Regions from separate parts of the Anser cygnoides genome. Here region 2 is linked to region 1. A link is a contact called in public Hi-C data. All regions are on one chromosome and are shown on one strand. The core of a region is the stretch at or near the end of the contact, and the rest is flanking DNA. Distances in the headings are between cores, read along the strand shown.

What was found. Hi-C and Micro-C count contacts between places; a contact is called where the count stands out from the background.
Region 2: a Hi-C map of liver shows a contact between it and region 1, with 8 times the contacts expected there. The contact joins the promoter of CEP112 here to the enhancer-like site in region 1. A contact is called at or near these places in 3 of 7 Hi-C or Micro-C datasets (all in liver).

What each region holds. Positions count from the first base shown.
Region 1 is chr19:9,705,604-9,709,066 of Taihu_goose_T2T_genome, reverse strand. All of the region lies in intron 3 of PRKCA (protein kinase C alpha), which reads left to right. Among named protein-coding and RNA genes, the nearest start is that of CACNG5, 69 kb to the right of the region's middle. Within about 2 kb of position 1,581, at least 1 of the 3 cell types and tissues checked has open chromatin away from gene starts, as enhancers often do. A contact at or near this core is called in liver, where this site is marked.
Region 2 is chr19:9,819,987-9,823,449 of Taihu_goose_T2T_genome, reverse strand. CEP112 (centrosomal protein 112) reads right to left here and starts at 1,824. Exons shown (of 26, transcript XM_048064340.2): 1 at 1,518-1,824; 2 at 551-671. The coding sequence starts at 650.

The DNA of each region.
Region 1 (3,463 bases), core at 332-2,831:
ACGTGAAGTACTTTGGGACACTTTAAGCTTACTTCTCTTTTATACATTTTAACTTTGTAAATACAGACATTTGTAAGCATCCAGGCGGGGATGAAGGGCAAACCTGTGGTTCTGTTGTGGAGGCAGAAACAAAACCTGGGTACGCCTCCATTTATTGACACCAAGTTGTTCCTTGGGTTGCAGGCCCTGATGCAACCTTAGGACCCCTTGCTGTGCTGCCGCAGAGCAACTTGCTGTTATTTTTGTAGAGGAAAAGGCAATTTTCACCATCTTTAGAAATATTTTTACACTCGTTTTTTCCATCATCTGCTTCTTAATGATCACAAAAATAGCAGTTCAGATGAGGAAAAAAACTTCCACTAAGCGCAGAGATTAAAAAAAAGAATCTTAAATCCTGCCTAAAGCCTAATTCATGTGTGTGTCTTGGTATAAATGACTGAAACATTTGTTTTCCCCCCGCCTTGATAACTAGAACAGTAGAGGCTCCAGCAATGGCAGATCTGTTTGTGGTGGTGGTTAAATTTCTTCTGAAAAACCTCACCATTTCTAGCTGTGTCACCCAGAAGATGCTGAATTAAATACAATTTGGGTAAAGCATCACAGAATCGACATCAAAGTTGGCCTTAGAGATATCATTCTGGGGACACGGTTATTGATATTGGAAGTCACATACTCTGAAAGGACTTCGGTAAGTAATAACGTGATGCTGCTTTGTGTACAAAATGCCCATGGCTGCAACCTCGCATGAGGCGCTTTTTGTGTTTTATCCTTAAAAGCAAAGTGATTATTTAATGCCTGCAAAATTATAGTGGGTTTAATGTTGCCATCAATGGGAATAAAATACTAATCAAAAGGGAGCTTTTAAAAAGAATTCAGAAGGATAATAATCATAAGCTGTTTTGTAATGTGTCGGAGCACAGTTTGACGTCTGCTGCTGGTTAACCATGCGCTTTCAATTATTTCCCACTCCCATCTTTGATCCAGAAAAGTGACGGAACGGTTTCTGGACAAGGGGTGCTTTCAGTTGGTGCTGAAATTGATTCATTTTTGCTAAACAAAGCCAAAAGGCAGCGATGGTGGCAGTAGAGCCGCAGGAGGCCCAGTGCAGCTCAGCACCCATGGGGAGATGCCGCCGTGTTCTGCTTCCCTCTGCTGGAGCGAGGGAGGAATCCGGCTTGGGAGCAAATCTGATCCGGTTTGGCGGGGCCAAAGGCGTCTGGGGAAGTCACTACTGAATATCTATGGGTTTATGACCGGTTTCTGCTCAAATTTTCAGTTTTTCTTTCCGTAGGTCCACGCAGTGCACCTCTGTGTACACCGCATTGCCGTGGATGTCGGTCTCCCTGTAAGCATGCCTCAGCTTTGAGATTAATGAATAGGGGGTTGATTTTTCACGTCTCTTTGGGGTGTACATGCTGAATCCCTATTAATCTTCATAGGGGCTCAGTGCCCACACGTGCCATGACAGGCTCTAAAACTCATTTGTTGTGCTGCCATCGACTCGCGAGCCCTGCCTAGCTTTCTGCCCCTTTGAAGGTACTTCACAGGCAGATATTTCAATGTTTGTGATACTCGTTGCCCAGAGTTCCTTTTCCCTTTTAATTTTAATATATTGTATACAGTTCTACTTAAAAAATCTGAATTTGCCTTAGTAAAAGCAGAGAAAAGAAAAGCACTTTTCAGCATGAAAATTACAGGACTTTCAATATAGCGTGTCATTCATCACTGCTTAACAAGCACAGTGGTAATGCTTTCCCAATTGCTGCTTTCCCCCTTCATAATTTTGATGGATTTTGGAAACAGAAGTGGGTTTTCCCTTTGGAGTTTCACAATTAATCTATGCCAAGTTTAGTGCAAAGTTCAATTCTCTTGCAAATAGCAGCCATTATTTGGCAGTTCATCTGTCATATCCTGGCTTGGCTCCCTGTGTTTACTGTGAAATATGACTGCCAGCAATGCTTCAGGAATTATTGAAAGTTTACATTGATTAAAAGGGGATATTTGAAAAAAATCTCCAGGAGCTTTCCTCTAACTCACTAGTTTACCTCTAGCTGAAAAGTACTGGCAAAAAATGGTGTCATTTCCTCAATTATGCACATAGATCACTTAATGCGTATTTAACGTTGGGAAATATTAAATTGTATCAGCAATTAATAAGTGTTAATTTCAATTAATAATATAAGTAATTAGTAACGGCAAAATAATTATTACAAAATAATTATAATTAAAGTGTAAACTATAGATCTCAAGTGCATGAGAAGCCCATGTCAGTTCAGGGAATAACATGAGCAGTTTGATCATCTGTGATGGGTGTGCAGAGATCTCTGAGCTTTCTCTATTTGTTCTCAGATTTGCTTGCAAAACAATAATCTGATGTTTTGAATTCTTAAATTTACCAAATGTAAAACAATGCCTGGGAATGAAACAGAAAAACAGGATTAAATACCAATGAAGAGTTTAATCTCTTATTTGTTACCCTTTAAATTTTTCAGAGGTCCTTCTATTTACTTCTATTAAAGAGATTGAAAGAGTTGCATTTCCTCCATGTGAAGTTTCCATTCCAGCAATAGTTTTGGTGCTGTTTTACTTCGTCCTCTGAATTTTTATACTATGCCTGGAAGAAGTGACCTCGTGTGTGTGTACAGCATAATAAATTACAATAGAACATACTTGTTTCCCTTAAAAAAAATCTAAATCATATCGAATTGTTCATTTTAAACATCGTGCAATGGGCATTTTCACAGATTTTGGGTGTGAAAGGGTTTGACCCAACTTGATTTATTTACATGACTGTTGTTATTTCATTGTTTCATATAAATGCTTTGCTGTTACCGAGTGCGGTATGGTTGTCCTCAAATGTCACAACATTTTTAAGCCCCACACACCCCTGCTAAACTTAATTACCATGTGTTTCCGTTGATTGGAATGGAATTATTTGGTAGTGCTTGTTATATAATTTCAGTATAATACACAGGTTCAATGTATCTATTAGACACTCACTGTAATAATTTCCCATAGTTCTTTCCCCCTATATCATTACATGATACTCATAAATACCACTTATGTCGCATGCTAAACACAAGTTTAAAAATCTGTTTATTCAATGTCATTCTTAGTAGCTGTGGTTTTTGTCCTTCTTAGCAACAGATGTGCTTACCAAAATAATGTTTAAGTGGGTATATTTATAAGGCAACAAGTTCCCAACAAGTTTTGTTTGTAAACACAAAATTAAGGAAGAATTAGCTTTGAAAATGCATTTTGAATTGTTTGGTAGGCATATATCTAGTCAGAGTCAGGCCATCAGATATCCGTTTACTGAAGCAATGTTCCCATGACCCCACACCCATTGGCTATATCTTTAATAAATAACGAAACAGATGTTCTCTGGAGCATTTTGAATGTCATTCCATCTCGGTTAACTGTGTTTACAAAATAAATATGGTTGTTAGCAGTTTGCGTTTCA
Region 2 (3,463 bases), core at 575-3,074, 110 kb before region 1:
TAAAATTCTCTACACAAGCATTGTTGCCAGATAATGAAACTACTTATATGATTAAATATTCACAAATCAAGGCCTCAATTTGTAGATTGCATGTATTTAATAATAACAAATCTGTTCCTAATCACTAGCTTCATAAAACATTATTTATGAATTGACGCTTATATCATTACAAGTTCCTAACCCAAATTAAAAAAAAAAACAAACTTCTAAAAAATATTTGCAATTTGGTAAATGCAATCTCAGAATTAATGCCTTTTAAAAGCTTTTAGCTTCTACTCAATTTTAAAAACACAGAAACTAATATATTTACGCAAAATCACATTTGCAGTCAACAATATAATACAGGTAAGTTCAAAACAATAATAGCAACAGCAATCTAAACTTTTTTTTTTTTCGGGGGGGGGGGGGGGGTATAACTTACAATACCATGTAACTTCAGGCATTAAGTGTCAATTTAATCATTAAAGTGAAACAAGTACACATAATAATTACCAGTAACCTAGAGTTTTGTTATTAGTGTTTCTCTACATACACGTTTTACGACATTTACCTGACCTATGCTGTAGCTTTAGAACATGAGGCTTCATATCCACAACGCAGTGATCAAATTCTGCATCTAGTTTTTCCCACGTTTCTTCTTCGCCATTCATTTTGAAAGAGCGCAAAGTAACCTGCAAAATTATTCATATTGAAGTAGATGAGATTGCATACCGCTCTATGATGATCTCTATTCATCTTGGGCCATGCCAAGACATCCTTTGAAACTATATAGAAAAGGAAACTTTTTCATTAAATTCACGCAAAAAGAACCGTGGTTTGCATTACAAATGATGTTCAATTAAACTTTCTACAAGAACACGCTTGTCTAGTTTTGAAAATAGCCAGCCACACAAAAAGGTATTCAGTCGGCACAATTTGTAAGAAACGGCACCTACGTTAATTTGTGTAACAGCTACGTTCATACTAGTTTATCTTCCTTGTAATTAGCAAACTTGTAAACTTTTTTATTAAGAAGAAAAAAGCAACTGGAGGAAAAACACCAAGCAGACTTGGAAGTGGCACAACTAGCATGTATTGGCAGAATATTAAACAGTCTGTTAAAACAAAAAGACAACCAAAAAGGAGCTTTTTATCCAAGCTCTCAGGCCACAGAGTTCCCAGGGGGCCAGGCAGGGTTTGCTGCGTGTTTCGGCTCCTGAGCAGCACCGGGATTTGGGAGAGCCTGGCCCAGCCCAGCCCACCCTACCCTGCAGCCGGCCCGGGACTCCAGCACCGTCCCCGCAGGGTGAGAGCCGCTATTTCCTTATTTCTCCTCCTCCTCCGGGTGGTTACCTGCGGTTTCACCGCGCGGCGCTGCCGCCTGCGGGGCTTTCCTGAGGGGATTTGCAGCGGCTGCCACCCTCAGCGACACCTCCCGCGGTGACAAGCTCGGAGGGACAGCCAGGCTGATGCTTCCCCCTGGCCGCTGTCACCCCACCGACCCCAACCGCTACCCCGGTCCCCATCGCCCGCTTTACCTCGCTCTTTTACCCCGCAGCGCCCGGGCCCTGCCCTGGGGGGCAGCAGGCGCCCGGGGTGACACCGCACGGGAAGGGCCGGGCCGGGCCGGGCCGGGCCGGCGGCTCCCGGTCCCCCGGTGCGGGGACAGGCCGGCGGCCAACGGTTCAAACCGACCCCACCCCCGCTCCCGGCGGCCTCCGCTGACAGCCGGCCCCGGCCTGGCCCCTTCCGTTTCCGCGCTGTGCCGCGGGGCTGGCCCAGAGACGCGATCGGCTCCGGCCCGGGCCCTGTGGAGGCCCCGGGGCCGGCGGCGCCCTGAGGGGGGCGAGGGGCGGGAGCGGCGCTGCGGGCACGGCTGTGGAGGCCGCTAGGCCCCGGGGTGGGGGCGCTGCTTCTGAGGGGAGCTCTGAGAGGATTTTTGGGGAGCGGGTGGGTTTGGGAGCTCACAGAAGGAGCTGTGGCCAGTTCTGCTTGTATTGCACGAAAAGGAAACACACAAATAAAGATTCGGGGAGGTAAAGATGTGTGTTGAAGGCGGTTGTGCTGTGTTAAGAAATGCAGTTAGTGCCTGCGTACGCTGTGGTGTCCGGGGTGATGGATGTCACCTTGTCACCCCTTTCAGCCACCGTCCTGGAGGCCGCTGCTGGCCTGAGCCAGCACTCAAAGTCACCACACCATCACCTTGTGGATTTCCATGAGTGAATAAGCTCTTGTGGAAGCTGGTGTGTCTCTAAAACTAAATTGCAGTCATCACTGTGCCCAACACTCTTCCCACAATGTACACACGCATGCATAAATACTGATACCTGTTTGTGCACACACTAGAAACCCCAAAAGGGTCCAGCAGATGCTGAGAGAGCACAAAGGGAGGTACAGGAGATGCCAGAAATTCTGTGAGGTTCACTAAGAACCTCGTTAACAGGAGATGTGCCAGGTGCTTCAGCACTGTGGTGGAACCTGTGCTACAAAAACAAAGGTGTAAAAGGCGTGGGAGGCAACTCCGGGTTGGTTTGGCTGTGTTCCTTTGCTTATTAGTTTTAATTGTTGCTAGTTGGATATCAGCTGAAACTTTATAGCTGTTGTTTGGTCCATGTCTTTGTTACGATCAAAATCAGTAATCAAAAATGCTTCCACTCAAAGCTTGGTGAAAAATGTTTGGCAGTCTGAAATAGAAGGTCAGCAAATCAGAGGTAGCTTTTGAGTCCTGTGCAAAGTTTTTGTGGCTTCGTAGTGGGTACCACTGAGCAGATAAAATGACACTGAAATGGCAGGTGCAGGCCGAATAATTTCAGAGCCGATTTTAACTACATTTTTCCAATATTTCTAAGTAAATTTTGTTCAAGTATATCCTCGTAGATAATAGATCAATTTTGGCTTCATCTTAAACCACTTAATATGCTTAATATTGCTTATCTGTCTTATGAAGCTATCCTAAGAGCAGAAAAAAGGAGAGTGTTGTGGAAAAAACAAAACAAAAAAAAAACAAAAAACACCACTTGAGAAGTCCATGCCCGACCTTTCTAAAATAAGTCAGAGGTTATGCTTTTCATTTTGTAGCCACATCAAAAAGTCATTAATTAGTCCAAAAGAATTAGAGAAACCTCCCAGTCCTTTTAGCTCTTCAGCCACACAGCTCTTTGGCATGCATGTATGATTCTAAATAAAACTTCTGACCTCTTTGATTGATTTAAGTATTTCTCTTTCCCCAAAATCTGTCATTAGCCTACTGTGTATAAAGCATCTAAAGTGCTTTCATCTAGAACATGTAAACTTTTCAACTCTTCTAAGCTTGATTCACATGCACATATAAATTAAACAAGAACTTCTTAAATGTATGGTAGAAAATTGGCTGTTTTCTTTTATTTCTCAGCTAATCTCCAGCAGAAATGATTCTGTATCAGTGCTCATTTGGTGATGGCTATGACAGCTATACTGATTGCCTGCATAGATTTCATGTAACTCC